Linked DNA regions of Mus musculus: region 2 is linked to region 1. The links are chromatin contacts, called in public promoter capture Hi-C maps. All regions are on one chromosome and are shown on one strand. Each heading gives the region's core, a stretch centred on a gene start, on an enhancer-like site or on the middle of the called end of the contact. The rest is flanking DNA. Distances are from core to core; before and after follow the strand shown.

Evidence for each region. Capture Hi-C pulls out chosen DNA fragments and counts their contacts.
Region 2: a promoter capture Hi-C map of pancreatic islet shows a contact between it and region 1. The contact joins two enhancer-like sites. A contact is called at or near these places in 1 of 39 promoter capture datasets (stem cell-derived epiblast-like cells), 5 of 484 Hi-C or Micro-C datasets (bone marrow-derived macrophages, cerebral cortex, embryonic stem cells and 2 more), 6 of 115 datasets of contacts at active chromatin or transcription factors (the HPC-7 cell line, VIP interneurons, bone marrow-derived macrophages and 3 more) and 4 of 9 other capture datasets (adipose tissue, embryonic stem cells, liver and 1 more).

Annotation. Positions count from the first base shown.
Region 1 is chr6:134,699,298-134,703,898 of GRCm38.p6, forward strand. The region is part of intron 3 of Borcs5 (BLOC-1 related complex subunit 5); the gene reads left to right. Among named protein-coding and RNA genes, the nearest start is that of Gm36328, 52 kb to the right of the region's middle. Within about 2 kb of position 2,119, at least 183 of the 459 cell types and tissues checked have an H3K27ac peak or open chromatin away from gene starts, as enhancers often do. A contact at or near this core is called in pancreatic islet, where this site is marked.
Region 2 is chr6:134,811,715-134,815,682 of GRCm38.p6, forward strand. All of the region lies in intron 1 of 1700055D16Rik (RIKEN cDNA 1700055D16 gene), which reads left to right. Among named protein-coding and RNA genes, the nearest start is that of Crebl2, 16 kb to the right of the region's middle. Within about 2 kb of position 1,992, at least 7 of the 459 cell types and tissues checked have an H3K27ac peak or open chromatin away from gene starts, as enhancers often do. A contact at or near this core is called in pancreatic islet, where this site is marked.

The DNA of each region.
Region 1 (4,601 bases), core at 869-3,368:
TGTCTGAGGGCAGACTAAATTGCTAGGAATTGCTGATGTAGAAGTGGTGACAGCCAGACTGCAGATCAGACCAGAGGACCTAAGGAACTCTGAAAATAAATGCCATTTCTGGAATAAAAGTTATCTATCTCGGGGGCTGGTGAGATGGCTCAGTGGGTAAGAGCACCCGACTGCTCTTCCGAAGGTCCGGAGTTCAAATCCCAGCAACCACATGGTGGCTCACAACCATCTGTAACAAGAACTGACTCCCTCTTCTGGAGTGTCTGAAGACAGCTACAGTGTACTTACATATAATAAATAAATAAATCTTAAAAAAAAAAACCTTATCTATCTCAAACACAGTGAGATACACAGAGGGAGTGCAGAGTAGTACTCTGTCAAAGTTGGAGCATGTCTTCCATGACGGCTTCTTCCAGTATCCCAGAGTACCTCAGCATTTCTTTCCCTTTGTTTTTGCTGAGACTTTGGTTCTCTGTAGTCAGACACTCATCTGCCTTCCATATAATGTGCAATGCTCATAACTGAAGTCTCCAAAATCTGCCAAATGTTGGCTATGGCCAGTCTCAACTCGTGTTCTGTGCCTCCTGTTGTGTCCACCCTGCTAGAATAATCCGTGTCTGACTTCCCTGAGACACTCCTCCTTCATCAGACAGCAGCCTAACCATCCTCTGTCCCTTATCAGAAGGAAGGGTTTGCTTCTTCCTTAGACTTTGGAAAATGTTTTCTGGATTAATTTGCATAGTTACACCTACTGTGAGTGGGAAATGATGTGGACCCCTAGACTTATCAGTCATGAGCAACCATCCAGTCTAGTTTATACTAGCTATAATATAATAGCTCCTGGCTGATGGCAGGGGTGGTATTACCAAATCCTTAGTCTGATGTCACCATCCCAGGTTCATTCTTCAGGCCAATGGTAGAGGAGTTTAGTGAGGTCTTTATCTCAACCACACCTGCAGTTGTTCTCTGGGTCGCAGGGGCAGTGCTCATGCTGTGAGATCCTCAGAGGGATTACAGAGCACTTAGCTAATCCGGGTTGCCACTGTGTAAGAATACCAGAATGTTATTTAACTTGTACAGACTTACTTTCCTTTCATCTCGGACATTGAAACAAGGAGTCCTAAAATGATAGCTCTGTGTGTTTGGAGGTTTTCATCTGTCTGACTGTCTTTCCCAATTTTTTCTCTGACTTTTGGGGCCCAGTACTTGATATTAGCCTTCCATCCCCAGGGTCTCAGTATTAGGCCTGGAGCTGAGAATTATAGTGAGTGTGAGACTCTGATGCATACATAGTTCCTGTCTAGCCTTCTGTCTTACGCCCACACACCCTGACTGAGCTCTTTCTTTCTCTTATTTGCTGCTGTCTACAGCCTTTTCAAGTCCAGGGAGGGGCATGATCTGCCAGATCGAACAGGTTTTGTTTAGGGTACTAACACAGGTTTTAAGATTTCTTTCTTAGTTAGACATAGCTCAGAAGGGAAGCCAGCATAAAGGGAAGCTGGGCAAGCCATAAAATAATAATTGGAACAGTGATGACGCCATTCAGATTCCCCAGCTGCTGGTATCTCTTCATTCTCTCAAAGACATGAGTAAATTGTGTTCCTTTACTGAAACACTTGGGTAGAGTATTTGAACAAAGGAAATGGGGTCATTTCAAAATGTCCAGTATGCGGTAATCAATGCCACTCAGCCTGTGGTGTAATTAATGGAAACACTGGCGACAGTCTGCCCATTGTTTGTCCTTGCACAACAGGAAGTGGCAGGGCACTAGAGAGCCCAAGGAGGTTTACGTAATGCAGAAGGAAGTGGCTAGAGCTCTGCTCAGCCTGGCTTTCTAACTCCAGCCTGTGGCTCACCTGAGCGCCTTCCTCGTCCTAGCACACAGAGACCATGCATTTTGTTGAGATCACCCTTTGAGTTTTGACCTTATTTAACAATAGATTTTTGTAAATGTTGTCCCGAGAAACTTACTTTTAGATCTTATACAATTATATTTTGTGGCTAGGCAGAACAAATTATGGAAAAGAAAATATGGTCAGCAGGCTTAACTGTGGACCTGCCTGGGACAGTGCTGTGGTGGCTCTTGGAGTCGGGAGATCTGGACTTGGGTGTTGGCTGTCCATGTCAGCTGGGTGACGTGAGGTGAACTGCCTATGACTCTGGAGCAGCCTTCCTCTATTAGAGGACATCTTGCAGGGCTCTCGGCTTTCCCTGCTTTGTGTGAGGTCCAGGTGGTGCCTGTCGGGTGAGGTGTGCAAAGAGATGCCAGCCCCGCAGTAGCCACTCAGAATGTCCATTTTAGATCTGGTAATGCATTACTTACTTTTTTTTTTTTTTTTTGGAAAAAGTAAATGCTGGTGTTTATGGTAGAAATCAAGTGTTTTCTTACTGGAAAACACTAAAAATTGGTATATAGATTCCTTCATTGGGGTTTTGAAAACCATTTGCTTGCTCTGACATTTGAATGAATGGATTCTATAAAGAAGAGGAGCAAAAGTTAAGTGGACGCGGCTGCCTTCGAGCTGCCTTACTGGGACAGGTTGGGTGACCTTGGGCGCATTTTTGTCTTTTCAGAATCCACTTCCCATGTTTAGCAGGAAAATGATACTTCCCTTGAGGAGTGTCATGGGACCTAAAGGTAAGGCGTGTAGAATGTACAGTCGTGTCTGCCATTTCCCGGATACTCAGGAGACAGTAGCTGTAACTTGCAAATTATCTGTCACACTTGTTAATATAATGAGCGAACCAGAGAATATTGTTTACTAGGCTCCATCTTCCAGGTCACTCTGTGGATGGCCAAAAGCGCCGGTCCCAACACTGTGTTTGCGTTTTCTGTAAATCAGCTTAGCTGCGACTTGCTGGAGTGAAGTTTTGTTCTTTAATTTCCAGAGTTAGAGTCTATGCGTGAGAATAAAAGGCTGGACCTTATTCTGAAAGCTGTTCTTGCAGCCTATTTAGAATGATGGTCTTCAGGACTTTCCTTGGGGAAACAAGGTCACTCCAGAATAGCAGTATGTGGTAACACACAGCATTCAGCCTGTAGTATAATTAATGAGAACATCTATCCACTGTCATTGTGCAAGAGAGAGTCATTCAGAAAAGAGAACGCTGAGTCTTCCGTGGGAATGGAAGGGGTGATCTAAAGGTAGACCAGAAGGCCGGAGAAAACTTAGGTGACCCAGAAAACTTGTGAGTTGAGCATGGCCCACTCCAGGCTTTCGGTGGTCTGAATCCCCATTAGACATGAAGCGGCAGTGTGACGTGAATAAAGAGGGGTTGATGGGCCATAATGGGTTGGCGTTGCATGACAGCGGGGCCACCTGTAGGAAACCTAATGACCAGGGTGGGTGTAGGATGGAGACCTTGACGGTGCCTCCAGTCAGGAGCGGAAGAGAAATAGCCTGACTGCAAATATCCTTTCGCTGTATATACATACATCAAACTGTCCTCCATAAGGATTCTTTTTTTTTTTTTTGGTTTTTGAGACAGGGTTTCTCTGTATAGCCTTGGCTGTCCTGGAACTCACTCTGCAGACCAGGCTGGCCTCGAACTCAGAAATCTGCCTGCCTCTGCCTCCCGAGTGCTGGGATTAAAGGTGTGCACCACCATGCCTGGCAGCTCCATAAGGATTCTTATTTTTTATTAAAAAATAAAAGAAGACTGTGGCCAGTACCAGCCAATGTCAGAACAAGAAAGAAGGGGCTCTGAGAGAGAGGGGTGCTCTGCGTTCTTCATTGTCCCTTGTCACAAGAAAGCATGGGGCTGAGCACCCAGCTTCTCTCTTGCTAGTTGCTCTGTGGCCTGCGCTCTCAGTTTCCTTGGGTTTGTAATGTTTTACTTGGCCACAGTGATTTGTTTGAGGGCCACTGGGCAGTGTTTAGTTCAGGATTGCCAAGTGGGTTTCATCATCCTGAACTCTAATCCTTTGCAGTTGGCCACCTGGGGTCCAGTGTCAGGACAGGCTCCCATTCCAGGTCAGATTTAGAACAGCCTGTGCTTAGTGCTATTACAGGTGTGGAAGGAAGTTCGGGTATTGGGCTTGTTTATTTGTTAAGACTAAGATCTGGGTCTCATAGCTTACCCATTTCACAGTCTACAGTTCAGTGGTCTCTAGTAAGTCAAGGGTTGTGTAACTAACACAACCAGTTCTACACTTGCCCTATCCTAGAAACATGTACACATTGTCACTCCCCGTTCCCTACCACGTGATAGGCTCAGGTCTACTGTCTGTCTCTATACAGTGCCCTTGTGGGGCCTTACTTGTGAAAGCAGTCTTATGATATGTAACCATTTGTGTCATGCTTCCTTCACTGAGTGTAACACTGCTGAGGTTTTTCCAAACACTGCTGAGTTTCTGTCAACATTTCATTTGATTTGATGGCCAAATGATATTCTGGCCTATGGGCATACCACATTTTGCTGTCCCTTCACACTGATGGACATGTGGGTTATTTCTGTGTGTGCCTACTATGAAGAATGGTGTTGTGAACACTGATGTATAAGGTTGTGCATATTTTGGTTTCCTCGTGTATTTTCCTGGGTGTTAAACTGCTGGTCAGCGATAACCCTCTGCTTAACTTTGTGAGAAATTGTCAGATGGG
Region 2 (3,968 bases), core at 742-3,241, 110 kb after region 1:
AATAAATCTTAAAAAAAATCTTTGTTTAAAAACAAAACAAAACAGGTACAACCCAGTACAATTCCCAGCACCCACCTCAAGCACTCCAGCTCCAAGATTCAACTCCTCTCTTCCTCAAATGTAAGAACACAAAAGGCCAAAGAGATGGTTAAGAGCTTAGAAAGAACCAGGGTTCAATTCCCAAATTCCCAGCACGCACATGTTGGCTTACAATCTTTCAGTAGTGCCCCCTCTCTTTCAGTAGTGCCCTCTTCTAGCCTCAAAGGGCCAAGTCATGAATACAGAACACTTATATACTCTGAGGTAATATCTATCTTTGATATTGGAGTATGCTTCTTGTATGCAGCAGAATGATGGACACTGTTTTTGCATCCATTCTGATAGTATCTTTTCTTTGGGGAATTGAGCCCATTGATTTTGTACACAAGTGTGTACCACTGCAGCTGGCTTTTACACGTGCTCTGGGAATCAAGCTCAAGTCCTGAAGCTTGTTGTCAAGTGTCTACATGCTGAGCATCTCCTGGGCCCTGTGAGTGCTTTCAATGTACTTCTTTGTTGAAACCTGCTCCATGGTAGAAGATGCATTTTATGTACCTATGGAATAATTTTTGTTTTTAATATTCTTTTTTTTGTTGTTGTTGTTGTTGTTTTTTGTTTTGGTTTTTCGAGACAGGGTTCCTCTGTATAGCCCTGGCTGTCCTGGAACTCACTCTGTAGACCAGGCTGGCCTCGAACTCAGAAATCCACCTGCCTCTGCCTCCTGAGTGCTGGGATTAAAGGTGTGCGCCACCACGTCCAGCTTTAATATTCTTTCTTTGTTTTGTATATTTAGTGTTTTGACAATTATGTGGTGGAAGGATTTTTTTTCTGGCCCTATCTATTTGGTGTTTTATAAGCTTCTTGAACATTTATAGGGATTTCTTTCTTTGGAAATTTTCTTTTTTCTTTTAAGTATTTTTTTAAGATTTATTTATTATTATACATAAGTACAGTGTAGCTGTCTTCAGATGCACCAGAAGAGGGCATCAGATCTCATTACTGATTGGTTGTGAGCCACCATGTGGTTGCTGGGATTTGAACTCAGGACCTTCGGAAGAGCAGTCGGTGCTCTTAACCATTGAGCCATCTCTCCAGCCCAGGAAATTTTCTTCTGTGATTTTATTGAAAATATTTTCTGGGCTTTTGAGCTGAATATTTCCTTCTTCTATTCCTATTATTCTTAGGTTTGATCTTTTTATAGTGTCCCAAATTTCTTGGATGTTTTGTGTCAGAAACATTTTAGATTTAATACTTTCTTTAACTAATGTATTAATTTCTACTATTCTATCTTTTATGCCTGAGATTCTCTTCTCTATCTCTTGTATTCTGTTGGTAATGCTTGCATCTGTAGTTTCTGTTCTCTTACTTAGGATTTCCATCTCCAGAATTACCTCAGTTTGTGTTTTCTTCATTTCTTCCTGCACAGCTTTGATTCCAGAACTTGGGAGGCAGAGGTAGGCCATTCTCTGAGTTCAAGGTCAGGCTGGTCTACAGAGAGTTCAAGGACAACCAGGATTACATAGGGAAACCCTGTCTTGAAAAGGTGGGGGATGGGGGTGGGGGTGGGGATGGACTTGATATGTGAGCAGGTAAACTCAAACCCACAGTAGCCTTCCTACTTCTCCCAGTGGCCCTAAGTGAAGGGCTGTGCCACTATGTCCTGCTCTGTCCTCCTAGCTCTATTTCACCGTAGATCTACTAGTTCTTCTTTCCCCCACTCCAGTGGTTAGCATGAAAATAAATAGCACTCACCTGAAGTAAAAAGAGCTAAAGTACGGGAGCACTTACCTTAAGCTTCAAGGTGGATAGAGAGTTAGGAATCGGAGCCTAATTAAACCGTTCTCTTGGTAAGTTCTGTGGAGAGGACTGCTAGCTCTGACCCTTTCGCTTGATGTCTGGAGAGGCTGGAGGTGGGAAGGATGAGGAGGAGCAAGGACAGAGCTTGGCATCCAGCTCCTGATCATTTCCTTCTGGATTTATTTGTAAGGCTGAAAATATGCTTCTTTGAACCACATGCATAAATGGGAGAGAGTACAGAGAGGGAAAGTAGTCAAGCAAGAGTGCCTGCAGAACCCTGATGTTCCTGGGACTGTGGGATGAAACCCAGGACAAATGTAAGGTTTTACAGCCACATTGATGGGCACTGTGCCACCTGCTCTCGGGCACCTGAGAAGCCTCAGTGTGGTGGCTGAGTCAACAGGAGAGCACTGTCCCCCGTGGTTTTCAGCCAATCCATTTACTCTGTGGGAGCACAGGGACTTGTAATAATTGTGAACAAATCAGAAAAACAGGAATGACTAAAAGTCTCATTAAGAATGTTTACACTGTAATACTGGGAACGAAAACAACATCCAAAATGGTACTGGCCAGTATGAGTCATGAAATTGTCTTAGTAGCCATTGTAACTCTGATCAAACAAGCATACAATTAAATTTGATATTAGAATATGAGTATAGACCATCTGGAAATATAAACAAGAAGAGAGTGATGAAAGGAAATTAGTTCCATCAGATTTCAAAATATCTTCTGAAACTACACTAATTAAAACAGCTGTTACAAACAAAACCAGACAGGGCATATCAATGGGAAGACAGAGACAATCCACAAATGAACCCATAGACCAACAGAATAGGTTTATAATAAAAGGAGCATTTCAGGGCTGGTGGGTAACCCAGAAGCAGAGCATCTGTCTATGCGCAGGGCAGTGTGTTCCGTTCTAAATCTGTAGGAAGAATATTCATGGAGTGTTATCATGAAAAAAATTTAAAAGCAGAGGAATAGCAAATCTATACCTTTTTTTTTCTCTTAAAAAAAAATAAATCCAGCACTCTGAAAAACTAAGCAGGAGGATTGTTACAAATTCAAGCCCAACCTAGGCTACATAATGAGTTCAAGGCCAACCTAAGATAAATAGCAAAACCATATCTCAAACTAAGTAAGTAAATAAATAAATGCCAGGTAAACACTTAGATATAAAAGTGAAATGATAAAGTTATTGAAATGAAACAATTTATGTATAGTCTCTGAGTATAATCTTGTGATGGAGAAGTCTTTCTCTGAGTAAAATGTAAGATTCAGTCTCCATGGAGGAATTGTTAATAAGCATGACTTTAAAATGTAAATTTCTGGGTTGAAGATGTAGCTGGGTTGGTAGAACTGGCATGCTTGCCCAGCATGCACAAAGTCCTGGGTTCCCTCAGCATCACATTAAGCAGACATGGGACACAGAGCAGGCCTGGGACCCTGGCACTTGGGAGGTAGAGGCAGAAATATCATAAGTCAATCTTGAATACAGAGTGAGTTCAAGGCCAACCTGGCTACTCAAGACCCAGTCACAAAAACTGGAATACTCCTTCCACAAACATGGATAAGCGTATGGGACACTGTACAGATATCGATGAAAGAACATATTTCTGATGCATATAAAAGAAAAGAGCAGACTGGAGAGTTTTCCCAGTGGTTAAAAGCACTAGATGCTCTTCCCCAGACTCCCAAGACAAGGTCTGGCTGTCCTGGAATTCATTTTGTAGACCAGGCTGACCCTGAACTCAGAGGCCAGCTGCCACTGTCTACCAATACTAGGACTTTAGGCATTCTCCATAACACCTAGTTTACACTTGATGCCCTTGCAGAGGACCCAGGTTCCATCTTCAGCACCTATGTGGGTGCTGACAATCCTCTATAACTTCAGTCTCAGGGGACCTGACACCCTCTTCTGATCAGGTACCCACAGAAGTGTACTTACAGCATACATACATACATACATACATACATACATACATACATACATACATGTATGTATGTACTTACATACATGCAAGCAAAAAAACTCACACACAAGATAATAAAATGAACCTAAATAAAGCAAAACAGCAATATTTGCAGAACTCTGCTGTGTGTTTGTGATCAAGAAATTCTTCCACTAGGAC